2 separate regions of the Bombyx mori genome follow, and region 2 is linked to region 1. A link is a contact called in public Hi-C data. All regions are on one chromosome and are shown on one strand. Each heading gives the region's core, a stretch centred on a gene start, on an enhancer-like site or on the middle of the called end of the contact. The rest is flanking DNA. Distances are from core to core; before and after follow the strand shown. Region 1 has its middle 18 kb from the start of LOC134200673. Region 2 holds the start of LOC101742132.

What was found. Hi-C and Micro-C count contacts between places; a contact is called where the count stands out from the background.
Region 2: a Hi-C map of middle silk gland shows a contact between it and region 1, with 2.7 times the contacts expected there. The contact joins the promoter of LOC101742132 here to the enhancer-like site in region 1. A contact is called at or near these places in 2 of 7 Hi-C or Micro-C datasets (middle silk gland and whole pupa).

Annotation. Positions count from the first base shown.
Region 1 is chr19:7,179,233-7,186,726 of ASM3026992v2, forward strand. No RefSeq gene overlaps it. Among protein-coding and RNA genes, the nearest start is that of LOC134200673, 18 kb to the left of the region's middle. Within about 2 kb of position 4,224, at least 2 of the 8 cell types and tissues checked have open chromatin away from gene starts, as enhancers often do.
Region 2 is chr19:7,293,922-7,301,415 of ASM3026992v2, forward strand. LOC101742132 reads left to right here and starts at 3,022. Exons shown (of 3, transcript XM_004933329.4): 1 at 3,022-4,062; 2 at 5,625-5,761. The coding sequence starts at 3,236.

The DNA of each region.
Region 1 (7,494 bases), core at 2,974-5,473:
TGCTTTGCTGCTTTAAGAGGTAGCTTCCGTTACTTGGCCTCTAAATGTTGGAACAATATTCCTCCACCCATCCGGAACCAGAGGATAATAAGTTCTTATAAAACAAATTTAAAGAAGATATACTATTTTCTGAATACACAATTAAAATTCGAAAATATTAATTGTAATCATTCGGTCCTATAATTGTGCATTGCTGTAATTTTTATTTTATTAATTATTAATTTAATATATTTCATTTTGTTGTCCCTTTTCAGTAGCTTTTTTTTTTTTTTATAATTCACATTGCTGTGGACTTATTTCTGAACAAACTATAACATGTTTCAAATAAATCAATAAAAAAAGGATTTGCTGAACTCAAATACATAATAATTGGTCAGTTTGATGCTGGTGTTCCCCTCACTCCACAGGTACTGGCGGAAGATCAGTGCCGCAATACCCTAGCCCAGTGACGCTGATATGGTCTCTCAAGACCATCAGCTAGGTAGGAAAAATAAAAAATAAAAAAGCCGTAGTTTGAGTAATAGTATTGAGTCGTTAAGTTAGGCATTGGTGAGCTGGTAACCCTTTCCAAGCCTTCTTATTTTTGTTTTTTTTTTTTGTAATTTATGTTTGGAATAAATGTTTAATATCATTTATAAGCTCGTTGGCAAATATTGAAAAGTAGCGTCCAATACCCAATATAAAGTCAATCACGTATCTCCAATGCGAATATAAAATCATGTACAAAGCTCTGTACTGTAAAGAAAACCACACAAAGTAAAGCTTAGGATAGATAACGGACGATCGTATTATGTGGCAAACCGGATGATAGATTAGTACGGTGCTTGAGCACACCAGAGCCGAACTTAGTGGGGGACATGAGTAAATATAATTATAATTTTATACCAGTGAAATTTAATCGAGTCTTCTGCAATAAAACCATTGAAATGTAATGCTTTAAATGTAGTCAAGGAGTCAGATTTTTGCATTTGCATTCATGTGCCGACGAGTTTAAGAATCATCTAGTGTTAAGTGGTTATATTGGACATACTTATATGTATTTGAGAGACATAATAGTGTCGAGTTAAATACCGCATATCCAACCAGCTTTTTTTTTTTTTCCTACCTAAGCTGAGAGCCTTGAGAGGCTATTTCAGCGTAACCCTAACGTTTGTAGGTGAGCTCACGGGGCTCAAACCTGATGACGTTGCTAACACGAACCCTAGCAAGAGCCGTGCTTCGCAGAATCTACCACCGGATCGGAAACGCGACCCACTGAGAAGATCCGGAGAGAAACTCAGTGGGCTGTGTCTCCAGATCGGAATGCTGACCCACTGAGACGATTCGGCGAGAATGGGCTGGATGATAGACGAGAATGGTTGTCTATTGGATTTTAAATAATATGAATGTGGTAATCTGTTCACCTCATACTTCCCACCCTTTTTCATATACAGTCAAAATCTGTTATAACGACATCGAAGGGACTGCTCATATTCAGTCGTAAAAACCGATAGTCGTAACAACCGGTGATGTTTAATGTGTATCGTGCAAGTACAAACAAATCGATAGGGAATTATTGGAAAAATATATTTACATAATACGCGATTTTTCTTCAATATTAATTTGTTTTCTTTTTCTTTGCGAGATTTTGAAAGTTTCACGAATAACTCCACAAAGTTTTGGTGCGTCTTGTGTATAGATAAGTAACACAACTAACTGAAGAGATATAAAGAAGTGGGCTTTGACTACCGCATGCACGTGTTTTGTTTCTAAGAATTAGAAAAGACCCTACACTAAACTAAATCCTATTGTTTTCTTTCCCGATTTTAAAAGCCATTTAAGACAAATGTGGATACCTATTCAAATTGTTTACAATACGGCTTAGCCGGTCGTTCTAACAGATCTAATTCTCCGAAATATTAGTTAAATGTGGTCGTTTTATGAGGTATGTCGTTATTACCAATGTCGTAGAAAGCAATATTTTTAATAAGGCGGTCATATGGCATTCAGCCGGGACCTTTGTACTTGGTTATTATAACCGGCATGTTGTATTAAACGATGTCGCAGTAAACGGTTTTGACTGTATTTCAATGATAACTATTAATGTTCAATCTATGTTCATATTTTTAAATTAATTTTAATCATATAAGGCATATTATATTATATGACTTATTGTAACTTATATTTGAAGTGACGTCACTTATTATATGTATGTTTGATCTACCTAATAATACAATGTCAGTCGAAAGTAGATCAGGTAGCTATGTCAGGCAGCTTGTTTTAGGTACATACACATTATTGACGATATAATCTATACTAATCTATACTAATATTATAAAGAGGAAAGATTTGTTTGTTTGTTTGTTTCGAATAGGCTCCGAAACTACTAGACCGATTTGAAAAATTCTTTTTCCATTAGAAGCCGACATTGTCCCTGATGAACATAGGCTACTTTTTTTTTATTTTATTTTTTTGGTTTCATGTGTGTTTTAATGTTTCCGAAGCGAAGCGAGGGCGGGTCACTAGTAATTATATAATACAGTTGTGCTAACCGTGAAATCGAATGCATCGCGACATTAATAGTTAGAATTGTATTAGTCGGGCGGGCATACAACATGTCCTACCGCCAAAAATTACGTTGACTAGATGAATTATAAATTTAATAAAAAAATATGTTTTTAAATAAATGATTGAAGTCTGATTACGCGCTCAAACCAAACCACAGCATATCTTATATCGGCTGCCCAAGGGAGGAATCCTTCACTTTGCTGATATAAGTATAAACCGCCGATATATTTTAGAAACGTCTGCGACGAACGAAATACACAGTTGATAGTTTTGCAAACAGAATTTTTACTGAAGAGGAATACGGGCGGATATTCCAGATTTGAGCGATTTTGAATTTAGTACTTTATCCGGTTTTTGCGACCTAATTAAAACTCCTTTTGTGTGAAGTTGTTGTACTGGCAACACACTTCTAGACCTCAAGATATAGTTAATTAAAAAAATAAAAAATAAAAACCTATTAGTTAATCTATGTGAAATTAAGCGTGAAAGTCAAGAAATAATTTTATATTGAAATTACGACCCCTAATCGTCCGTGACGGAAAGTATTCGACAAGTTAACAGACATTAAGAATCGCGGTATTCAATTTGTAAAATAGTTTTAATTGTAACTTGAATTTTAATTATTGTATTACAAATGCGACTATTTATAGGATAGGTATCAATTTACCTATTGCTGCTCTAAATAGAGACAAAAACGTTATTGGATATTTATTGTCTTGCTATAAATATTTACAATACTACATGCAATACAATATAACAATAGAAATATTATATTTCGAATTGGGACCAGTTATTTCCTTTGTCATTGTGGTTAGCCATTTTCGGGCCTATTTTTGTTTAATGTTTTTGTATTATTAATAATATGGAAGGGGGTAATGAAGTGATTCAAACAAATGTTGCTTTCAAACTACAGTCAAAACCGTTTACTGCGACATCGCTTAATACAACATGCCGGTTATAATAACCAAGAACAAAGGTCCCGGCTGAATGCCATATGACCGCCTTATTAAAAATATTGCTTTCTACGACATTGGTAATAACGACATACCTCATAAAACGACCACATTTAACTAATATTTCGGAGAATTAGATCTGTTAGAACGACCGGCTAAGCTGTATTGTAAACAATTTGAATAGGTATCCACATTTGTCTTCAATGGCTTTTAAAATCAGGAAAGAAAACAATAGGATTTAGTTTAGTGTAGGGTCTTTTCTAATTCTTAGAAACAAAACACGTGCATGCGGTAGTCAAAGCCCGCTTCTTCATATCTCTGTTACTTATCTATACACAAGACGCACCAAAACTTTGTGGAGTTATTCGTGAAAATTTCAAAATGTCGCGAAGAAAAATAAAACAAATTAATATTGAAGAAAAATCGCGTATTAAATAAATATATTTTTCCAATAATTCCCTATCGATTTGTTTGTACTTGCACGATACACATTGAACATCACCGGTTGTTACGACTATCGGTTTTTACGACTGAATATGAGCAGTCCCTTCGATGTCGTTATAACAGATTTTGACTGTACTTGTTAGACGGTGCGCAAATAACGGTCATCGAAACGTAACTTTGAAAAAAAAAACCTCAATTTATAAGAGACAACGAATGTTATGCAGTCCAAATTTTAAGCCAGTGTATTTTTTCTATTCGATGATAGATGGCGCAAATCGAGAAATATACGTTTTATTAGTCACCAATAGATGGCGCTAGCTTAAAAAATTACAAGACGCTAGTGTGATATTATGAAACTTAAGTTAAATTTGGAAGTAATTTAATTTATTTATACTGAAGCTCTTACGCTTATAGGTAGGTGATAACAAATGATAAACTTTAAGTAACAATTTATCTCTGCACACTATTTTCCTATCTCTTTTATGTGTAGTTGGTGTCAACGGCATGAAATATAAGTTATTTGGTGTCACTATATTGATAAAAGGTCACTGATGTTAGTGTGTCTAATAAAATTAAATTAGGGAATTTTAATGTTCTTATATTTCGTGTATGATAGGTCAAATTATAGGAAAAATCACTTACCTTGCATGTTCCCTGTACACATATTGCTCTAAAGCCTGGCTTAGTACACGGGGTGCCGTCAGCAACTAGAGCGAGGGAAGCGTAGAACTGCTGGCCACGAGGTCTACAATTCAAGGTACATGGCGCGTCTCCTAAAATAATTGCCAGATATTAATAGGTACATGCTAGATTCAATTAGATAGAAATATTTAATTATCATCTATACTAATATTATAAATAGGAAAGATTTGTTTGTTTGTTTGTTTGTATTGAATAGGCTCCGAAACTACTGAACGGATTTAAAAAATTCTTTCACTGTTTGGAAGCTATACTATTCCCGAGTGACATAGGCTATAATCTTTTTTGAAGAAAATTAGGGATCCTTAATAAAACTCCAATAATGTAACCCAAGGTGTAAAAAAATTACCTACAACATTCTTTACATCGCGTGGCCTGCAAAAACTATTTATGATAAAATAAAATAATGTACTACGACTTTGTAGAACACATTATTATTTACAAAAAGCGTCACGGCAGCATATGTCTAACTATTATAGTTACGCCGCAATAAGTGTTCTTTTGTTTAAAAAAATTAAACAACGTCAAATATCGTTGAAATTTTTGTTAAAGACCCGAGCGGAGCCGGAGCGCGCCGCTATTAAATAATATAATAGATTAGAAACAAAACAAAAACGCGCCTAAATTCTACGCCGAAGTGACAACCGATTTCATAGCCTAAATTCTACGCCGAAGTGACAACCGATTTCATATTTTCTTATCCTGTTGATACAGTTCAGACTGTTAGACCGGTCGTTTATTAGTTAATCGGAGGTATTTAAGTCAGTGGAAATGACGTCCAAAGATTCCGCTACATACAAAAAATGTACAATATTCACAATTTTGTTCTGCGATATATTTTTTTATTTTTTTTATTGCTTAGATAGGTGGACGAGCTCACAGCCCACCTGGCTAAGTGGTTACTGGAGCCCATAGACATATTAAACGTAAATGCGCTACCCACCTTGAGATATAAGTTGTAAGGTCTCAGTATAGTTACAACGGCTGTCCCACTCTTCAAACCGAAACGCATTACTGCTTCACGGCAGAAATAGGCGGGGTGGTTGTACCTACCCGTGCCGACTCACAAGAGATCCTACCACCAGTATTCCAAAATTCCGGTTTGAAAAACAGCCGTTACGCAGCACGATTTGAGATTTCCACCTCATGTTTCAATTTGGCGGGCACAATTTGCGTTGTTATGTGTATTTGGTCTGGTACCCACCTTGATGTAGCGACGTATTCGATAAAGCAATGAAAAACAATTCTTACCATCGACATATGGCACCCAAGTATAGAATCGACCTCGGAACGGTCTGCGATCGTAGACAGCGCATTGCTCGGCTCGAACGTCTCGTTGTGGTCCCGAGCATGGCTGTAAAAGAAAAAAAATAACAAAAATAATAAAGGAACAAAAAAAAAACTGTATGCTTTTATAGAAAATCCAACTAAAAAATAGAAAATAAATTTTAATAAATTTGAATTAAAAATAGTGTAAGAAAAGATTATTTTATTGTAAAAAAGGCAGTTTTTTTAAACTAAAAGAGTTAATCCGACGTTTTGAAGGGGATCAAAATCATGTTCAAAGATTCCGTTACAAACATACATAGTAACTAACATACATACGTCTGAAGCTAATAAAAGCGTATTAAAAATACTTTAACCTTTCATTTATTACGCACACGAGTGACTCCTTCTTCGTATTTTGGCGAGAATTACAAATGCAATCCCTAAATACGGAATTTGGGAGGGACACCTAGCATTTGAAAATGCAAAACATGAGCAATTAAAAACTAGCTACGCTCTGATACGCTCACGTTATCAATATTCCATAATTCCAGAATTCGAATTTATAGTATCCAAATATTGTTAGCCTAATATCAAAAGCGTGCCGAATGAATCATTCTTAATTCACCGTGACAGTAGCGCTAATGAGGTTTACTGAAATGCACCTACCGCAGTATTGCACTCGTGGTACCTCCGCGCGAGGCCTGGACAATCCGGCTCTGTGGCAGGGCCGTGGATCAAATGCCGAGACCGTCTTTTGTGCTCGAAGTTTCTCGTTAGCTTCCTTCTTTTTCGACTGCGACGCGTTCTGAAAAAAAAAGCAAACAAATTTGAGTTTTCTCAGAAATGAGACAAAACGTAGACACGTCATAAATATTAATGCACACTTATTTAGTTTAGTTTCTGATTGTTCAGCTGCTTTTAAGTAGCACAACAAAAAAATCATTCGTCTTTTAAATATCGTATCGATTAACAATTTTCCACAATTAGCTCGCTCGACGCTACGATCTTTTTCATATATTGGAAGTGATTGTATTATCTAGTTTTCCGTGGCCACGAAAGCTGTAGGTATTCAAAAACATCGATACTGTAAATTGATATTTAGATAATGGCTTGCGGTCATCGTTCTTGTCGAACCCGTCGCTTGTGATAAAGGGCTCGGCGAGTAAATTAACCCACAGACACAGCCCACTGAGTTTCTCGCCGGATCTTCTCAGTGGGTCGCGTTTCCGATCCGGTGGTAGATTCTGCGAAGCACTGCTCTTGCTAGGGCTCGTGTTAGCAACGTCGTCAGGCTTGAGGCCCGTGAGCTCACCTACTAGTTCGGCGAATCTAGAATAACCCCTTGAGGTTACTAGAATCATCATCATCTTAGGCCTTACAGCCCAGGGTGGACCTTAGTCTGGTCCAGTATGTCTTTCTAGACTGCTTACTAGAATAGGTAGGATAAAAAACTGTAGGACTAACCGTAAAATTGTTTTAATCGATCCTCGTTATACAAACTAGTCCGCTTCTATGCAAGGTCGCTTAATTGAAATCGCTCGAAGCGATAAGGCTTCTGTTGTACTCATTTCAATTAGGTATA
Region 2 (7,494 bases), core at 1,772-4,271, 110 kb after region 1:
ATGACTAATTGTCACATTAATTGGCTCTGAGTTAGTGCGAAGGCGTTTTGGTGGGTGTTGAAAGTGCATCCTTATTGACTTTTGTAGAGGAACAGTTGACGAAGATGAATAAGCATAATATTCCACAAAATTATCCTCATTTAATAATGTTAGATTTTTATTGAGTACGAAAACTGAACGCCTAAGCTATTTTTGGGAACTTACTTAGCTTAAAAGCGCATTTTTTTACGTTTAATGCTTAACAAAAGAACCGATTAATCTCTACATGAAGCAAACAATATAAATTCATAAAAAGTGAAAAATTACGTTTAAGTAAGTATATTTGACATTAATTTTTGGTTTTTCATTGAAATAGTTGATTGTTTTGCAGGCTGTGATACAAACAAACGCTTTTTATCAGTGCAAATGTAACGCTATCATTTACTTTGCGTATTTCAGAGATAATTAAATTTGAGAAGAAAAGTGAAAACTGGTTATTCTAATTTTAACCAAACTTTTGAGAATTACTCTTACAAACAATAAGAAAATTAATTAATTTAGTAAATTTTCATAATCAAATTAACGAAACTACTCGACATTCGCATTACAATAGAGAGTTGTTATTTTAATTCAATCCGTTTATGATTATCATTCAAATTATCATTTAAATCAACCTTTTTCGATTTACTAAATCGTATAGCATGGAACGACGCGATGGTATATCACTGTAACAATAAACCCAATTAAATATATAAGTTTCATTTCCGTGATATAGTTTCTATTAAAAAAAAAAAAAACAAAAAAAAAACAACCAAATGACTTTTGAGCGTGACATAACATAGTCTCACATCCGATATTCAATACGTGGAACGGATGACGAATTTTATCTTCACACGTATCATTATGTGTGGATGTATGTGTGTGTATGTATTTATATTTTTTTTTCTCAATTTCTTATAGAGTGCTCGCCGACAATGATCGCCTGTCGATTAACATGCAGCTATTAGTCGTTAATGCCAAGATCACGGCAGGGGGCGGCAATACGTACGAACCGACGCATCGGTACCCGCGCGAGTTCAGCCATGACAGCGTTTAATATTACATCAATGGTTTCGCTGGCGGTTAACACAATAATTTCGAATTAAGAAATTATAATACCGAAAACACCTTTATTAAGTGTTAATGTTCTTATTAAAGAATCGATAAGACTGTTTGTAGAGCTGCGCTTTTTAACCAACTTCAAAAAAAGAGGGAGTTTTCAATTCTACTATCAGAACTTTTTTTTTTTTAGATGAACCGAATTTATAGTTTTTCATTTGATGTAGGTGCCGGTGCCAGGTGTCACGGTGCTCTCTGCACCACCCTTGGATGACTGGTAGAGAATGCCTAAGGCATTAAGACCGCTTCTGTACTTTTGTCCATAAAGCAATAAATAACTACTCATTAATTTATTGGCACCAACCGCACAATACCTTGCAAGTAACACAAACACCAATCTCAAAGTAAAGGCTACCAATTACATTTAGTGCAATTTTTTTTTTTTGCTTAAATTGGTGGACGATCTCACAGCCCACCACTTAACACCCGGTGTTAAGTAATGCGTTTCGGTTTTAAGGGTGGGGCAGCCGTTGTAACTATACTGAGACCTTAGAACTCATCTCAAGGTGGTGGCGCATTTTACATTATAGATGTCTACGGACTCTAGTAACTACTTAGCACCAGGTGGGCTGTGAGATCGTCCACTCATCTAAGCAATAAAAAAAAATTAACGTTTACAGCAACTTTTGCAAATTATCCTAATTGTTAAAACTCTTTAAATTTATACAAGGTGAAGGTTCTCAGTTCAGTATGTAGGTATTTTATTATTGTGCTCTAAAAATACTTTTTAGTAGGTAAACGAGACTTACTCTTTTTCATAGTTGTAGCTCGGACGGAAATTATTATTATAGTTTCAAGACGATCCTGAAAAAAAAAACCCGGGAACGTTGCAATACTTACTCGTTCACAAGGAGTTAAATATTGAAGGGTTAAAGTCAAGTATAAATATATCTACAAGAACGCTAGGACAATATTATACACATAACTAATAGGTTTAAGAAAACCCCATAAATACACAATCTCTATTCAACAACGAATGCTATTTTTTGCTAGTTTTATTAATATTTCGTTACATAGTTTAACTTCACAAAAGAACAATATTGTATGGTACTATTGACATCTGGTGCTGAGTAGAAACAAAGATGTAGCGTAGCTGTTTATAATCAGTTATATAGATGGCGTTGTGTGCTACAGTTTTTTCAACACGTTACGGAGTTAAACTCTTCACTCTTGAACTTGAAGGTACAATTGGAAATTTTTATCTTCTAACGTGCTACTGCTTTTATTAAATATTTTCAATGGCTCCTGTCAACGTGGAATCGAATTTTATTCTGCAGAAGAGAACTCTTCATACAATTTTTAACATGCATCCGAGATCATTGTGGAATATGCATATTAATTTTTTGAGCTTTTCAATACATTTTATAGATATGAGGAGGTGAATTCCCCAGGATTATTCATTTGCACAACGCAAAAACTAGGAACAAGCCTTCATTTACTGAGAGAACGAATAGGTATGTAAAATTTATCTTTTATCGTTTTTAATGACGTTTAAAATTGTATATACCTATTAATCCAAAAAGTCTCCTGTTTGGAACGCGAGGAACGAAGTTGTGTGAATTGTATTATTTTGTCTATTTAGTGTTTCTTCAGGTTTAAATAATAATATGTAACAACGGTGGTTTATTAACTGTTTAGAATCTGTGAAAGTGCACAATTTTGGAAAATGAAATAAAGCCGCTGGACGTAGCTTTTCGGGATCCTCCAAAAAGTCCGCTGAAACAGACTTAGTAAATGACCACCATTTTACTGAGATTATATTTCATCCCATATCAACTCCTATTATTTCATTTCATTTCGCTCTATATTAACATGTTTCGTATAAATAAGAATACATTTAAATTAAAATAAAACATGACTTAAAGGTCTTAGTTGCCAGATCATAAAATCCTTTAAAATTATATTACCTATGTTGTTGACAATTTTGTTACCTACGATGTTACCTTTGTTTCCAAGCCAGTAAAATTTATTAAAAAAAACAAAAAGTTACAATGTTACGAAATTATTCTGCATTTCAACATGATTATGTTTAATTTCATTATAAATATGATGGACCCTATTCGTGTAACTGATAATTCTTTTTAAATTTTATTTACCTATGATTTTTAACCGTAATTACAACAAACGAATAAAAATGAATTCTATGAGGATACCGTTGCGAAAACATCCCCTAAATTATTTAAAAGCGATTCACAACGTACTGAAGATTCAAAAAAACGCACCTGTATGTCTCTTTACCACAAGTGTTGATGTCGTTGATTCATTATCTTCACAAATTGTGCAAAGAACCAAAGAGAAAAATACGGTAAACATCCAAAATCATATGGTTGAAAATGGTTCTAAATCCACCAATCCTCCCATGACAGATGAAGAACGAGATAATTTAATAAAAGAATTAATGTCAAAAAACAGAAACAGACAGTTGGAAACTCTTGTAAGAGAAATGAAAAATAAAAGACAGTTCATGAATGAGGAAACTCTAAAAAAGTTGTTCAAGCATTATAGTTTAGATGGGAAACCAGAGATGATAATAATACTCCAGAAGTATTGTGCAAATGTAGATCCTAATCTATATCAAAGAAATGTGGAATTTCTTCATTATTTAGCCAAAGCTCACTGCTTCAAAGGAAACTCAGAACGCGGTTTATCAATATTGACCCACTGTTACAGAAAGTATGAAGGATATAGAAGTTTTTACCGACTTATATTCAGAGAGTTAATACAAGATTCAGTATTGAATCGTTCTGAGGCCTCACTAATTGTATTTAAAAAGTATGTCTTAGACTTCAGTGAACAATGGAGCGATCATTATCCATTAATATGCTTTTGGTATATTTGTTGGTCCAGTAATTGGTTTTCAGATCAGATGCTTTCAAATGAATTACTTGAAACATCTGAGGCTTTACAGGATATTATCAGAGACAAGTAAGTGTATTTTATAACTTTTTGTCAATAACAAATAATAATTTACATTAATGGGTGCTTTTTTAATAATAAAAATAGTTATCGCACGGTTGAACTATTGATACTTACAATGGAGAAATGTATCAGTTATTTTGCTCATCAGAAATTAAGAGTGGATCAGTACACACTGGCACCTTAAAGCCACAATAATAATAGAACAATTACTACTCTACTTTTAATTTAAATGTTCAATGAGAGAAATAAAAAGGTAATAGTATCCCAAAATATTCAGGCTCCCACTATAAACTGTAAAAATAGTTTTAATTTTGTTATGACTCATTATGTCACGGGGACAAATCACTCGTGAAAACCAAAGAAGGTACTTTATATAGAGAATAACATCCTATATTTAAGTTTTGAACTGTAGCATCTAAATCGTTTGTGTCTCAGTATTTTGAGGTATGAAATACCACTATTTAGAGCTTGCTGTGGTCGATAGAGACAATTTCAGTTTGTCAAAGAACAATTATTACCATTTAATAAGAAATTCAACCTCTATTAACCAAGTGAATTATAGTTATATACAAAAATAACACAATTGGCATCTAACATGAAATTTATTATTTGGTGCATAATAGTAAATTAGGAGATTTTAAGTATCATACAAGATCAAACCTGTGTATATAGATTAAAAATTCAATTTTGTACGATTACACATATGAGTTGGACCTTTTTTTTATTGCCCATGTAGGCAGACAAGCATACGGCCCACCTTATGGGGAGTGGTTACTGTCGCCCATAGACTTCAGCAATCCCAGGGGCAGAGCGAAGCCGCTGCCTACCAAGCTGAACTTATGAGTGAAGATTTTTCCAAGGCATACTATAGTATAATGGGACAATGACATACTACCAGTAGATTGTGTTCTCTTAACTTAACTAATTAATTGCTTTAATAAGGGCCAATGTCACTCATCGACAAAAAAATATATATATTGATGCACTATGTTATAAAAGCACTCTGAAAACAGCATGGAGTGGAGTTTATTTCAAAGTCAGTTGGTACTGGTCTGTTGGTCACTTGATGAGCCATCATTAGGTCATAGAAATGAATACTGTTTTAATGATTGTGTAATGAGATGATAATAAGAGTTAGCAAAATAATAATTTACAATGGTGTGCCATGTGCATCCTGAGAAAGCAAGTCAAAGAAGAGTTTTGCCAATTAAGAATAATATGCTCTCCTACATACCTTTTCTTTTACCCTTTTATGCCACTTAGCTTGAAAAGGTTGTAAAAACTAAATAAGTGATGTTTTTATTTTATTTCACATAAGTAAATGAATATAATATTTTGTAAATAAATCATCAAATATTTAATTGAGTTGAAATTTTGGAGGGTTTTTGTTTGGCACGGCAGGGAAAGTTTTTGTCATAGTACCACTATAGTACAATGCCATGAGTAGTTTTTACAAATCGATGCTACATTTAATTACAGCACAGTTTGACTTAAGTTTCCCAAGCTAACAATAATCAATCTTTCATTCATAAGCCCTGTTGTCTGAAGACTTTGTTGTATATTTCCAGGGCTATGGCGTTCAGCATTACTGTATTGAATAACGATTACAATGAAGATGCTGTTCTAAGACTCCTACAAAATCTATTGAAACATAAAATGATGGAAGAGTATTCGAAAGTATTACAAGTGCTTTTCAATTATAAATGTAAGTATAATATAAGTAAGTATTACCATCAATAATAAAAATTTCAAGAGTGTTTTTTACTTTGTGAAGAGGTCATACGCCAAATAAGTGCCTCCCCCTACAATCGATTGCTCATTGCTGAGAATTGTGATGCACCTGGCAAATAAGTGAATTTACTGTTAACATAGCTTTTATTTTTAATAAACCATATCTCCTATGTAATTTCACATTTTGAATTAAATTAAATGCTTCTAAACAGGGTTTAAAAAATGCCTACGGTACTACTTAAATACACTAAGTAATTTCTACATGGGGTCCTCAAGTGAATTGAGTTTCCAATATTTTCGTAGCATATTATATAAACAGGTCAGTCGTTTATTGACACAACTCAGTATTTTCTTGCGAAACGAATATACTTCGATGCCGTATCTCCCTAGACACTAACTTTTACCTCAAGCAACTCTTCCTCCCAAATCCCTCGCAAATCCCTATCAGGGTCCCAGATAGATAACCGATCAGTTCCCTAGTTAGCTAAAGCACATTTAACATAACCTTCACATAAGGCTCAGCCCCGTTTGTCTACATATTAGGAGTTTTTTTTTTTTTCGAGCCTATGGTCAATCCTCCGACCAGGTCCCCGCACCTAGGGGGCCCGTATGTGGGACTTGACGATCTGCAGGTGTTAGGAGCAGACCGCGGGCCCAAGGATGTTTTTAGGGCTCTACCGCACTAAACGACACCCCTGCCCTCTTACACCAGACATCCGGGATCAAAACCCGGTAAGTGTATGCACCAGACGTGTTATCCTTTAGGCTACGACGACTTCAAGTCCGAGCCTGTAGGGTCGGAAAACGATATACCGCCGACCGGGTTGCTCTTCCTCAGTATGTTCGGCGACGATAACGCGGACCGCGTAGCATGCCGCAGCCGCCAACGCATCGTCCTATCCTTCTAGTGCCAGCGCGCTAGAGTGGCGGTAGCGTGCGGCGCAGTCTCAACTACCTCAGGTCGCCCCGTGACTATCACCGGGAGGAGACTGCCTTTTTTTTTTTTTTTATTTTTTTTTTTTTTTTTTTTTTTTTTATTTTTTTTTTATGATTGAAAGTTTACTGGTGGCCCGAAGGCCTTTCCAGTTTCACCAGGACAGGTGGGCGAACAAAGGCTCAGCCAAGAGGGGTGGGATTTGCTAACAACTGCCCGAGCGCCTCCGAAGGAGACCTAACAACTCAAGAGCAATTGTTTCGCGAATGAATCTACTACCGGATCGGAATCGCGACCCGCTGAGAAGATACGGCGAGAAACTCAGCGGGCTAATGCATGGGTTAGGTTGCACGTCGACCTCTTTGTCGAGTTCGACGAGTACGGTTACCGGGGTCCCTAAGCCTGCCCCTAGTATTAGAGCTGAAGGCATCTAATGCAAAGGTTATTGGATCTGATGGATCCGTAAGGACGTGTCTAGGGCGTCGACGGTGACTGGCTCCTGCATGATCAGGATTCGGGGAGTAGTCAGCGGCGGCAACGATAAGGCGATTATCATGACGCATAGCCTTATCGAAGTATCGTTCCGACGCTGACTTCATGTATTTCCGAATTGATTCGAGGCCCAGGTCGTCGTGTAGGTCAACGTTCCTCACGAACCACGGAGCCCCGACAGCTAACCTGCAAAAGCGGGATTGTAGGGATTGGAGGGTGTCTATGTGTGTGCGGGCCGCGTGAGCGAACACCACACTCGCGTAAGTCATGACGGGCCTTAT